Linked DNA regions of Gadus morhua: region 1 is linked to region 2. Evidence: chromatin contacts called from public Hi-C data. All regions are on one chromosome and are shown on one strand. Each heading gives the region's core, a stretch centred on a gene start, on an enhancer-like site or on the middle of the called end of the contact. The rest is flanking DNA. Distances are from core to core; before and after follow the strand shown.

What was found. A called contact is a pair of places that touch in the nucleus more often than the background predicts.
Region 1: a Hi-C map of blood shows a contact between it and region 2, with 4 times the contacts expected there. The contact joins the promoter of brip1 here to the promoter of bcas3 in region 2. A contact is called at or near these places in 3 of 6 Hi-C or Micro-C datasets (blood and gill).

What each region holds. Positions count from the first base shown.
Region 1 is chr16:23,752,674-23,756,133 of gadMor3.0, reverse strand. brip1 (BRCA1 interacting helicase 1) reads left to right here and starts at 1,447. Exons shown (of 20, transcript XM_030381476.1): 1 at 1,447-1,672; 2 at 1,838-1,961; 3 at 2,160-2,271; 4 at 2,531-2,746; 5 at 2,930-3,063; 6 at 3,151-3,297. The coding sequence starts at 1,869. It overlaps ppm1da (protein phosphatase, Mg2+/Mn2+ dependent, 1Da), which reads left to right. Exons shown (of 6, transcript XM_030381707.1): 6 at 1-747.
Region 2 is chr16:23,443,659-23,447,331 of gadMor3.0, reverse strand. bcas3 (BCAS3 microtubule associated cell migration factor) reads right to left here and starts at 2,200. Exons shown (of 24, transcript XM_030381779.1): 1 at 2,098-2,200; 2 at 1,165-1,257. The coding sequence starts at 1,235.

The DNA of each region.
Region 1 (3,460 bases), core at 198-2,697, 310 kb before region 2:
AGGCATGCGTTTGTGGCACCTGGATATATATTGATATTGTGTGAAATTCAATTGTTGTTCTGATCATTTGTATTTTTGCTTACAACTTAGTTACCCGAACAGCGTGGGTTCTAGTTTTGTTTGTCATTATGTTAGCTGTTTGTGTATTGATGTGTCGGTTTATTATTCTGTTCAGTTGTTGTACCTGGGATAAGCAAGGAAAAGCAAACAAAGTTTTAAGCGGATGGGACCAGTGATTTGTTCCTGTAGAATGCTGTCTTTTAAATAAGTGGAGTATTTATTTCTTAAAGTGTACAGAATCATGGCCTTACCGTCATCAGAAAATGCATTGATCTGATCGACATAGAATATCACAACTGATCATTTAATATTTGCTTTCGGCAGAGCAGAGATTAATGCCAAACACAATTGTCTTTCCTAATTCAGAAGATGATGTTAAGTGAGAGCTGTGGATTTTTGATACAACAAAGTGCAATTTTTATCAAGAAAATTTGTAGCATTGTTTGATTTAGCTGAAATCTTGACTTGAGGTATTAATGTGTTTATGACAGTCTCTGCTAGATAATTTTGCCTCGCTGTAGTATATCTTAATGATTATAAGATAAGGTCTACTATTCTTTTTTTTATCTAAAAAGTTGTTATATTTGGTTAAACCACTGCTTACCGTGGCAAATGCACCCCATACTCCAATAAGTGCATGTGTACAATTTAAATGTGAATATAATAAAATAATCTGTAAAGAAAATATTGAAATGATTCAATCTATGTATAATAATTGTATGTTTTGGCATATATATATGTGTATATATATATATATATATATATATCTATATATATATATATATATATATATATATATCTCTATATATATATATATATATATATATATATATATATATATAATATATACAGCTACTCTCCAAGAGTAGCCGTTAGGAATCTTTGTTTTAATAAGTGGTTTGGTGCATAATAAGAGATGCATCCCAAATACAATTTTTAATTTTTTCCGGTAACTTGTTAAACAACAGAAATTTAACAATTCATAATATATGTAGCTATATTTCCAGCATTGGGCTACCATCGTTATCCCTGGGAATGACCGGAGACTCGCTGCATATGAAGCATGTATAATAACAATAAAAATTATATAATATATCATTATGTAATTATATTAACACCGTGCACCATGAATGAAATGGGCCTGCACTGCGCATGTCAGCGGCTGATTGAACGCCAGGGGGCGCTGCTGCATTCTGATTCTGTCTGCCTAGGCCGATTTTGTTGCTAAAATTGTTATTCAATTGAATCTGCTGGTTGACTACAAGAATGACGTGCATTTGATTATTTCTCGCCCTTCTGCGAATGCCAGCCAACCGTTGACTGCAGAAAAATTAAATAAACGCATGGATGCTGAAGCATGGACGTAACTGTGTTTACCAACGTCATATCCGCTGTGACGCTTCCGTGTATCGAATGGCGGGAAGACTCACCAGCGTTATGATGATATACCATGAAAACATTGTCTGATAGGTGGAAAATTACACTGAATGACATGAAGGATGCAGCGCAATGTAGTTCGGTTGTCAACTGTTTAGTTATACCCTATCGTATGCACTCTTATCCTTTCTAGGGAGTTGACGTTTGCGAACTTAACCTCAAACTCCCAGCTCAGGTAGGTTACATTTTAAAGTAATGTGTAGGTATTTATAAGGTTTACCGTTGACAGTCACAATTAAAGTAACTGCAATAATATTAAACGGCGGCCACTACGTTTATTACGTTCACACCTGTTAAATTGATTTGTTGGTTGGTGTTTTTGCCCTTCACCGTATTGTAGTTCCCTACTATTGGACAGGACGCAGATAAACATGGCTGCTCCCCCAGTGGAATACACCATCGGAGGGGTCAAGATTCAGTTCCCCTGCAAAGCTTATCCCTCCCAGCTGGCCATGATGAACTCGGTGAGCCTCAGTCACTTTCAGTTTCACTTGGTCACCACTTGAAATAAAAGAAAGTGACAAGGAGTGATCAATCTACCACGAATACGCCACAGGATTGATAACATACTATCAATAGTGTATTAATATGCACTGCTGATGTATTGGTATTATTCCTATGGTATGAGCAGTATATTAATATATTGTCTTCTAAATCTGCAGATTGTTCGAGGGCTTAACCACAGCCAGCACTGTCTACTGGAGAGTCCTACAGGAAGTGGGAAGAGCTTGGCTCTGTTGTGCTCAGCTCTTGCCTGGCAGCAGGCTCAATACGGTAGGAGAGTCCCAAGAAATGTAACTTCTCATCCCCTTTCAAACACAATTTGTCTGTCAGGGTGGCGAGCAGTATGATTAATCCATTGTGAGCTTTGTATCAGCATTTGAATCAAAAACAATTTCGTAAAAAAAAAAGCTGAATTAAATACACCTTTATGGGATTTTTATGGACTAATGGCATTTGTTTGGAAAGGTTAATAATTACTTAAAGTGAAGGTGACTGAAGGTTAATTGTGCGAACTTGCTTGTTGTGACAGCCAAACCTGAACCAGGAGGAAGCCCCCAGGAGGGCAAATGCTGCTCAGAGGAGAAAACACAGGCTGTTTCAAAGGAGTCAGAGGGTGCTACCCCCTGTCAATGTAGTTGTCACACTAAGGCTCCCTGTGCCCCAAAACTGCCCAAGCCTAATGTGGTGGACCTCACACTGTCCCCTGAGAAAGTGGTGGTGCAACATCAATCACCCCCGCAAAGTGGTAAATAATTATCCTTAATTATATTCTTATTTATGACTGTAGTGGTGCTACAACAATGTACACCTACAAGTATGTCCCTAACATCTTTTTTGACACTTTTTAATTGTTATATTCACAGCTTTTAATATGTCATTAAAACAAATGTATATTCAGAACTTCACCCTGATTTTGCATCCTTGTCAGATACGCTCGTTCCCAAAACTGAGTCGTTTGTCTCGGCTCCTCTGCCACAGACATCTGTCAGCCCGGACCCTGAGAAAGACGATGACTTTCAACCAGACAGGAAGCGCCTTCGCACTCCATCTTCGGATCAGAAGGTATTAAGCTTCTTTTTTATACAAGCATGCAGGTATCATCCTGGCATTTGGAACGGGTTTTCTAAACTCATTGTGGCACTCTTTCAGAGCAGTAAAAGGAAGTGTATGAACCGGGGCATCGTGTTCATTGATGATGACCCAGACGAGGAAGACCTGACACAAGTGAACAGGCGCTGGACCATGGAGGTGAAAAGCCAGGCTGTGTCAACGGAGATCGCCAGTACTGAATTCTATGTAAGTCATCATGGATTTATTCTTGACGTCTTGGCAAATAATGTATTTTTTTCCACTTTCAAAATCAAAGGAGAGAAAACATACTTGATAGTCTACTATGAGGTTTGCGAGGGTAAACCCGCCGTACCTCTACCCCCCAAAAAATGTTTACCTTTTCTGGGAA
Region 2 (3,673 bases), core at 951-3,450:
AATATACATATATTTTTATTACAGGTAGACACACAGAAAAGTGTCAAAACATTTTCCTTATTTGTAGATTATCAGAATACTTTCTTTGTAGATGAATATAGAGATAGTTTCTTAAAAAAAGTATGGATTTTGTGAGCACAGGCCACTGATGAAGTTCATGATGAATATTTAGATGAATCATATGCATTTCTCTCTGTTGGGACTGTATCGTCATTTGGCACAAAAAACCTGAATGGAATTACATCTTGGCTTATCTCTGCATGGATTTCCTCCAAACGTCTAAAGCAGAGCTAACTTCAGTTTAAGCTAACTGAAGACCCTTACACCTTAATCCTACTCACTTATTGTTTGTATGTCCTGGCACTTCTGGTTGTTCATCCTGGCACTTAAAAATAGTACTGATCATTGTATACAGCTAACTTACAGGGTAAAAGGTTATCATAGCAATTGTAAGTGCTTGGCACTTGTTTCTATGAACATCTTTACTGTTCCAATAGCGATATATTGTTATTTCTCTTTCTTCTCACAAATGTAATTATTCACTTTGGAAGTCGTTTTGAATAACAGCGTTTGCTAAATGCCCTAAATGTAAATGTGAATGCAAGACCCTCGGTGTGTGTGTGTGTGTGTGTGTGTGTGTGTGTGTGTGTGTGTGTGTGTGTGTGTGTGTGTGTGTGTGTGTGTGTGTGTGTGTGTGTGTGTGTGAATAATATGACTTTGACCAGTGACCCATTCAAAATGTTTGGCTGACTTTACATTGTAAAGGATACCCCCATGTTATTAGTGAACCGGTGAGGTAGGCACGAAAAATGTGTGTCCATCAAACCGCAAGGAATGTATCTGGGAAGTACTTATCCACATAAATAATTTAGATTCAGTTCCTACAGATATGCAATGTAAGTGTACTAACACTGATCTCAAGTGAGACACATTTGATACTAACACAAACAGTTAAAGTGAGCAAACCTTAAATCACACAAATGCACTTTAGGCTGTAAACAAACAAAATAAACTATTGAACTAAAGGGGATAACATATATTGAGTAGAGAAACTGTGGCAGATAGAACTGACATGATAGAACATGAAGGCATACATCCTATCTAAACAGCTGCTTCAACACAGGGGTATCGATGGAAAATATAAAAGAAGAAAACTCTACTTACGTGGCAGCTTGAGCTCGCACCACAACTCCTCCAGCGCAGCGACTTGGTCTGCGTGGGGAGTCAGATGCCATGCTGGCTTGTATTTTGTTTATCCTAAATTAAGGACAAAACGATTACATATTTAAATCTAAGCATTTTATGTGATAAGAGGGGAAACCAAATAGCAGTTTAAGATGAACCTGCTATGAAGACTTTTAAGCAGGTTTTCAAAGAGAAGTTCTGACTGAAGGCATAACCTTATTGTTATCATTATTATACCATTGTGATTATTGGTAGTTGTAGAATAGTAAATTCAGGGTAAGTTGCAGTATAGTAAGCTCGGGGTTAGACTATATCTATCTTAATTCATAATCTAGTGCTTAGGTTTCCTTTGGGTCACCAAATTCATTGCATGCAATAAAACACATGTGCTCCTATACCAACATAAAGTTCTAAATGAACAACCATGTAAAAGAAGCATAAAAAAGTAAACAACGTACTAGTGAATTTAACGATGCTATAATGCAAGACAACGTACTGCTCATTATTACCAGAAACCGATTAGCAAACCACCCTTTAAGCTATGAGAAGACTTGTGTGGAGTTGTCATAACCCAAAACGGTGAACGTTATCAGGGTTATCATTGTGATGTTGGACAGCTCCTCTGGACAACAAGGCTAAATTGCTACATTAGCCACTTAACGCTTATTATGTGTGCCTAATGCGAGCAGCTGCAACACCAAACAGTGAATATTAATCAGCATGGAGTGCAAATTACCATTCCGTTATCTGACCCAATTCCCTGTATTAACTTTAGTTTGATAATCATTGCATTAACCTAGCAAGATGGAACAGCTAGCCACGTTCAGTTAACCCCAATTGCTCGCAAAGTATCAAAATAGCGGTCACACGTGAAGTAATTGAAATATAGTCTTTCATGGATAAATCACGAACCAATATGCTCTTTGTCAATGGTTGCCTTCGTTGTCGTATTAGTTTGGTAAATCCAGGGAGCTCTGTTGTAAAACGTAAACACAGTGGCCAGGGTTTGCGGAAGTCTTGTGTTTAGTTAAAAGCCAATCAGAACTCCCAATCAGACAAGTAGGCGGGTCTTAATAATAGGAGACCTATCAAAAGACGACTGAAACTGTTGGCCAAACACAACAAAACAAGACAAACATGCATACACACACACACGCACACGCACACGCACACGTATACACGCACAGGAAGACGCACACGCAGACACACACAAACAAAAAATATATACGGGACCTATCAAATGACAACTGAAAACTGTAGGACAAACACAACAAAAAAAGACAAACACGCACACGCAGACACACACAAACAAACACACTCAAACACAAACAAACTCACATGCACACGCACACACAGACAATCCAAAAGAGTATACATTTATTAAGAAATAATAAATGTCTTTGAATGCTGTAGATTACCCTGAAGACCTACTAGTGAATTAATATGTGAAAGGTCCGGATGTCCTCTGCATATATATATATAAAAAAGTATATCTTTATAACTATCTATACATATATATATATAAATATATAGATATGCCGCTATGACATCATAATCTTCAGTCACTGAAAACCAACATCCAAATGTTACATTGTTCAGTTCATAATCATGCACTTCTGAACACCTTTCGAACACCTCTGAAAAGTGCTTTAAAGTAAATTCTGAAAACAAAACTATTCTTCCAGAGATGGAGAAGGATCTTAATTCATTTGAGCTCGGTCAGGGACTCTGCGAAAGGTGAAGGTACCTCTTGCAACGGGTCTGTCTTCCTTCTATCTTCTAGTCCGTAGTCCGGGTCATGACCTCATCACAGGTGGACTTGATGGACTGGACTACACTGTTACATGGTGCGCACTGGATCCAGTCTTAACATCGTTATTTGCAATTGTGTATTCAGTGTTGCTTAAGAGATTTGGAAATCAGGCTGCATTGCTGGCCTCTGAAGGGCAGGGACCGCTTCTTACATGAGAATGAGGGAGCGCCTGAGATAGGCTGCAGTCTAACTGCTATTTGCACTCAATTGTCCTTTCTTTGCTTTGTTATAGGGCTGTTATTGATGACAATCAGCCACCATGGCAACCAACACATGACCATCAGTGACTAGCCCACGACCGTTCCATGACCATGATGATGCTGGTGGTGGAATGCACACTGAGGAGGATGAGGAGGACGAGAGATGATTCTAGTCCCACTCATCTCTCTCCCTAGTCTAGATAGGTGTGCTGTAAAGTTAGTTTGATGAATACAGTGTAAATCATTAGGGCGTTACAGCGCCCTTTTGGTGCCGGCAGACACACAGAAACAACAGAAACCAGACAACAGAATCCTCCTGGCAGGAGGCCTTGGTCTGAGCCAAAATGTACAAAAAAAAATGGTAGTCCAGTCCTTTGGACCAGGGGTGCTCAAGAGGGCTATGCAGTCGGTGGGGCACATTTTGCAGCAGCTGCTTGAAGGGCCTGTCTTATTTTGGCCCACGATTCTTTCATGC